Regions from separate parts of the Mus musculus genome. Here region 1 is linked to region 2. Evidence: chromatin contacts called from public HiChIP or PLAC-seq data. All regions are on one chromosome and are shown on one strand. Each heading gives the region's core, a stretch centred on a gene start, on an enhancer-like site or on the middle of the called end of the contact. The rest is flanking DNA. Distances are from core to core; before and after follow the strand shown. Region 1 has its middle 130 kb from the start of Gm36372. Region 2 overlaps Gm36235 (a long non-coding RNA gene).

Region 1 (3,093 bases), core at 324-2,823, 350 kb before region 2:
ATATTTTTTTTTTCACAGCAACAAAAAAGTAAAGAATATAGAGTCCATACTCTCATGCCTGGAGCCTGGTTGTTGCATTCCTGTTCTTAGTGAAGGGGAGATAATGAGTATTTTGGGATTGGTGGGTGGCTATGCTTAGAGTGGCTTGAACAGCCTCCCTTGGGAGGTAAGGTGTGAGACTGCGTATATTCCAGCTGGAAGGGATGGAAAAGACTCAGAGGGTTTTGTTTGCTGTTACCACACCTGCAGACAACAATTTAGGAGCAGCCTTCCCAGAAGCTCTGTGATGGTTTGTATATGCTCTGCCCAGGGAATGGCAGGATTAGAAGTTTTGGCCCTGTTGGAATAGGTGTGTCACTGTGGACTATAAGACTTTCATTCTAGTTGCCTGGAAGTCAATATTCTGCTAGTAGCCTCTAGATGAAGATGTAAAACTCTCAACTCCTCCTGTACCACACCTGCCTGGATGTTACCATGCTCCTTCCTTGATGATAATTGACTAAACTTCTAAACCTGTATGCCAGCCCCAATTGAATGTACTTTTTTTTTTTTTTGGTTTTTCAATACAGTGTTTCTCTGTGTAGCCCTGGCTATCCTGGAACTCACTCTGTAGACCAGGTTGGCCTCGAACTCAGAAATCCGTCTGCCTCTGTCTCCTAAGTGCTGGGATTAAAGGCCTGCGCCACCACTGCCCGGCTTAAATGTACTTTTTAAGAGTTGCTTTGGTCGTGGTGTCTGTTCACAGCAGTAAAAACCTAACTAACACAAGCTCCAATCAGCCTTTCAGATGGTTGCATATGTGTGAAGTCACAAGAGTCATAGCCAAACCCTTAAAGCAAAAGATATAGAGGTAGTAATACCCAGTTCTTGAATAACAAATCTCAACTACAGGAATTTTCAGTTCAAGGGATGGAGCTTGTGGCAGAAGCCCACTCTATTGATTCCAGAGTTCTTGGCTTCCTCCATATCATCCTAACATCAGAGGATGATGAGCCCTAGGCTGGATGTATACTACAGCTCTTTACTTTTATCCCCCTATCAAAATGCTGCCTTTGTACTATGTAGAAAGGGCCCTGAAATGCTGCATTTATTTTGAATTGGAATCATATCTATGAGGAAAAAATTTAGCTTTGGTAGTGGGGGTTCTCTGCCCCTTTTCTGGCACTGTGGCTGGATGTTGAAGACAGTCCCTGCTGGTGTTTCTTTCTGATCTTGCAAGAAGGGTCCTTCTAGGAGATGATATCATGGCTGGACAAAGGAATGGGGTTTTGGAAACCAGAGTAATAGTTCCCAGCAATCCAGGACATCTGAGGGGTCCAGCCCAGGGACCAGCATCTCATGGGAAATGGTGTCAAATGGCCTGAGTATTGTGTCTTAGAAACATCCCAAATCTTACAACATCAAGAAGAGAGGGTTGAACTGTGTTGTAAGCCACTTTGTTCTAAAACTTTCCCTCTTTGTATTTTCCTAACTTCTGTGAAAATAAAATAACTTTGACATGACAGTCAGTTGTGAAAATATAAGTCAATGAAATGGAATTTGTAAACGTTGAGTGAAGCAAATGTTTGGATTATCTTGTTTCAATTAAGATGCCATGCCTTAGCCTTCCAAGAAGGGGCCTTTGTTCTCCTCTGTGTTTGAATATATTATGCCCTCAGATTAGTTTTTAAAGAGGCAGAAAGTGGAAGGGATAGAGGAAGGGAGAAAACAAAGGCAGTGTGCACAAGAAGATCAATTCAGGGCAGTCAGTACAGGTTTGGAGTCAGAGGGGCAGGGATTTAAACTATGGTGCTGAATGTGCTAGCTGAGTGCTGTTGGTGCTTTCTTTCTTCCTTTGTTCCTTTCTCCTTTCTTTTCTTTTCTTTTCTTTTCTTTTCTTTTCTTTTCTTTTCTTTTCTTTTCTTTTCTTTTCTTTTCTTTTCCTTTCCTTTCCTTTCCTTTCCTTTCCTTTCCTTTCCTTTCCTTTCCTTTCCTTTCCTTTCCTTTCCTTTCCTTTCCTTTCCTTTCCCTTCCTTTCCTTCCTTCCTCCCTCCCTCCCTCCTTTCTCTCTCTCTCTCTCTCTCTCTCTCTCTCTCTCTCTCTCTCTCTCTCTTTCATTCAACTTCTTTGAAACTGTTTCCTTCTCACGTGAATTGATATATCCAGGCTTGTTATTTGGGGAGGGAGGGTTAAAGACCATAATGTAGATTTTGCCTGTTGCAGAAAGTTCCTCAGTAAATATTTACTAAATAAATTAAAGAATACTCTTTTCCCCCTACTCATTTATGTATTTATTCACTTTATATCCCAGTTTTGGCCTCCCTCCCCTTCCAGTCCCATGCTCACAAATTTCCTTCCCAATTACTCCCTTTCCCTTCTCAGAAAAAGGGAAGCCCCCTTGGGTATCCACCTGCTCTGGTATATCAAGTTGCAGCAGGACTATGTGCATCCTCTCCCACTAGTCAGTCCAGCTAGGGGAAGGGAATCTAATGGCAGGGAACAGAGTCAGAGACAATCCCTGCTCTAATTGCTAGGGAATCCATTATGAAGACCAAGATGCACATCTGCTACAAATGTGAGGGTGGTGGCTAGGTCCAGCCACATATGCTCTTTGCTTGGTGATTCAGTTTCTGTGAAGCCCCATAGGCCCAGGTTATTTGACTTTGTAGGTCTTCCTGTGGTGTCCTTGACTCCTCTGGCTCACTCAATCCTATCTCCCATTCCTCCACACTCCCTGAGCTCCACCTGATAGAGTCTCTGCATCTGTTTGCATCCACAGCTGGATGAAGCCTCTGGGGAGACAGTTATGCTAGACTCCTATCTGTAAGCATAGCAAAGTATCATTAATATTATCAGGGGTTAACTCTCTTCCATGGGATGGATCTCAAGTTGGGCCAGTCACTGGTTGGCTGTTCCCTCAATCTCTGCTCCATTTTTATCCTTACGCATCTTGCAGGCCGGGCACATTTTGAGTTGAAGGTTTTGTGGGTGGGTTGATGTTCACCTCCTTCAACTGAAAGTCCCACCTGGTTATAGGAGGTGGCCACGTTAGTCTCCATAGTCCCCCGAGTGTAGGTGTCTCAGCTATGGTCACAACCCATAGACTCCCAGGAG
Region 2 (2,984 bases), core at 239-2,738:
GCTTTATGTCTAAACATAAGAATACAGATCAGAGAGAGATCTTTGCTGATTCAACCTTGTGCCTTGGCATGTAGATGCCACCCATCCCTCCCCTGGTGACTACTTCCACATAAGGTATCTGGTTTGAGGTTCACCAATAATAATTCTCCAGGGCCACTAGTCTTAAGTCAGTGGGTCCCAGAGTTGTCAAAAGAACTATCAATAGTCCAAGGAAAAGAAAACAGATGACAGGGCTTGGAAATATTTTAACTGTCCTCTGTAAATGGTGGTTTCACATATGCAGGGGCAAATATAGCATGGCAGCCATGGTTTGCTTTATATCAAAAACTTTCTTTGGTTTTGTAGGGCTTGGGATTCTCTTTTCAAACTTGTTCTGCTCTGGAAATGCCACTCCTCTTGTTTGGCCATGATGTGCTTTCCTCCTCTCCTTCCTGTTAGGTATTGCATTAAGACAAAAGGAATTTAATGCCCAATTCTCCATCTCTAGCTCTGTGACTGACTTTAGGGGAAGCTCAGCCTGGGCAGGTACTACATCTCCACCCCAACGGAAAGAATCAGCCTCAAGACCTTTCTATCCAATCACGATGTTCTTCCCAAGGACAGGAGTCCTGCATGGCTGTCTATGCAGTAATGAAGAACAAGAGCCAAGGCTCATGTATTGGGGAAGTCACAGACTTTGTGGCTGGAGACCCAGAATGGTATCCAGGGGAATTGGGAAGGTTCCTTTAACTATCTAAAGAACACATTCCTCATTTTCAAAATTAAAGCAATGGAGCCTTCTCAGGATGTTGCTTTGAAAAATGTATAGAATATCTTGTTAACCCCTGGACCACAGAAGAATTCAATACATACTAGTTAGCATTTTTATAGACAGAGCTCATGTGGCATACAGCAGAGTCATCACACAGCACCTATCCGATCTCTAAAAGGATAGATGCATTTAAACCCTATTCAAATTCAACAAGTTTACTTACAATTTCTTTTAACTTCAGCAAACAATGAAGCTGTTATTATTTCTATGTTAGATGTGAGAGAATGAGGGTTAAATGGTATAATTGAAACAATTATTTTCTGGATAATGTATTGGGTATCTTTGACCATTAAGGAGAGTATATAATTACGTTCTTACAGTGTTACTAGAAGGCAACACTGAAGTTGAAAACAATATGGTGTCCTACACCTTCAGTGTCTGTGAAGCTTCAAGACTATTATACTTCCTGGCAGTATGTTCCAGAAGGTATGTTCTGTCCTGTCCATGTAGCATATAGTGTCCTGATGCTGTATTATGAGTCTTTTTAACAACTCAACAACCCATTTCACAGGGAAAGGGAGTGAGGTCCAGAGTCAGAGTACTACTTCAGTCCCACAAGGCTGGTGAGCTTCAATCAAGATCCAATCCCAGACCAGGGTGTCTGCAGTGCTCTGTTGTTCTCCACAACATCACACCACCTCCCACGGTTTCCAGAAATAGAATTAGTAAGCTCAGCATGACTCATGGTCTTCCTCGCCACAAAGTCATCTCAAAAATCTTTGGCTTGGAAACAACTTTGAAGGGTAACACGTCAAGCAAGGATCCTCCCTCCGCTATAGTGAGAGAATTTCTCTTGTGACATCCATCAAGAAACCAGAGGGCACTGGGACACATGCAGGCACACAGAGTTGAATTCATAGAGGGACGCTCACCAAGGTGGGAATGGCATTTAAGTCTACTGATTCGGACCTCACTCGCCACACAGCTAATGGTGCTAAGGCCCAGAGACATTTGTTAGGTATCTTAGAAGTATGCTTTGAATAGCATAGACCCATGTTATTGAGAAGAATGTTCTAGGGCAGAGATGCCAGATCCCAGGGCTACAACTGAAGAACTGAAAAAAAAAATCACACCACCAAACCACAGGACATTCAGCCTCAAAGATTCATTGCTAAACCTCCAACTCACTGTGGCAAGATCTTTTCCTTCCACACTGCTCGCAAACAATTGAAAAGACATGCTCTCAAGTTGTTGCCTCTTTCCTTTCTGTCCAGTCTCCTTGACAAAATGGAACGATCAACTCCAAAGCCTGAATCAGTGAGAGAGCGAGCAATAATCTTAGCCTCTTTTTCATGTCTAACCCTGTAAAGGGGGTATTCTAGTTTTATTTCTGTCACTGTGATAATGTTCCCTGACTAAAAGCAACTTAGAGAAAGAAGAGTTTTATTTTAATTTACAATTTCAGGTTATGTTCAGTAATTTCAAAGTAATCATGGAAGCAGGCATATTAGTTGGCTGGCCCCACCACGTGTAGTCAAGAGCTTGCTTTTGTATGGTCAGCTGCTACTTTCTTTACTGTCACACAGTGCAGGGTCCAGCCTATGAAATGATGTCACCCACATCCAGAGTGGGTCTTTCTATATCAATTAGCAGCCAAGACCCCCTACAGATGTGCCTAGAGTCCAACCTGATCTATACAATTGCTCATGAAGACTGTCTCCCCAGATAATTCTAAGTTGTGTCAAGTTGACAATTAAAACTAACCAACATAGGAAACTTTGCCAGAATTAATCTCCTAGGAGGGCTGGGGGTGAATCATGTACTAAATTTGTCTGTATTACGGGCAAATTGCCACAAGGGGAAAGGTTTTCTATGCGAAGCTACTGGGAAGTGAGATTATTACTTACCTTTGACACAAAATCTCACTGTCCAGCCCAAGCTGGCCTTGAACTCATGACCCATCCTCCTTGATCTTCCAAGTGCTGAGATTCCAAGAGAGAATCAGTGTCCTGTTGACATATAGGGTCTTCACAGTTCATATCACATGTGATGGGTTGTAGAAACTAAGTGGAAAAAAAAATCTTCTATAGGATGTGTTTCCAAGACTGAGTGCACTCTCTTATTCACTCACTGTTCAGTTGTCTACCAGGGCTCTTGACCACAGCTGCCTTTGTCTGAGTAAAGAAAACTGGCTTCATTAAGCAAGCAGACTATGTGGGTGAATTCTTTATTT

What was found. HiChIP or PLAC-seq counts read pairs in DNA pulled down with a chosen protein or histone mark.
Region 1: a contact with region 2 is called in an H3K27ac HiChIP or PLAC-seq map of embryonic fibroblasts, with 3 times the contacts expected there. The contact joins two enhancer-like sites. A contact is called at or near these places in 3 of 115 datasets of contacts at active chromatin or transcription factors (the NIH/3T3 cell line, embryonic fibroblasts and embryonic stem cells).

The regions. Positions count from the first base shown.
Region 1 is chr12:16,357,486-16,360,578 of GRCm38.p6, reverse strand. No RefSeq gene overlaps it. Among named protein-coding and RNA genes, the nearest start is that of Gm36372, 130 kb to the right of the region's middle. Within about 2 kb of position 1,573, at least 21 of the 459 cell types and tissues checked have an H3K27ac peak or open chromatin away from gene starts, as enhancers often do. A contact at or near this core is called in the NIH/3T3 cell line and embryonic fibroblasts, where this site is marked.
Region 2 is chr12:16,005,390-16,008,373 of GRCm38.p6, reverse strand. Gm36235 (a long non-coding RNA gene) reads left to right here. Exons shown (of 8, transcript XR_872507.1): 2 at 1,132-1,237; 3 at 2,890-2,984. Among named protein-coding and RNA genes, the nearest start is that of Gm36235, 8.6 kb to the left of the region's middle. Within about 2 kb of position 1,488, at least 73 of the 459 cell types and tissues checked have an H3K27ac peak or open chromatin away from gene starts, as enhancers often do. A contact at or near this core is called in the NIH/3T3 cell line and embryonic fibroblasts, where this site is marked.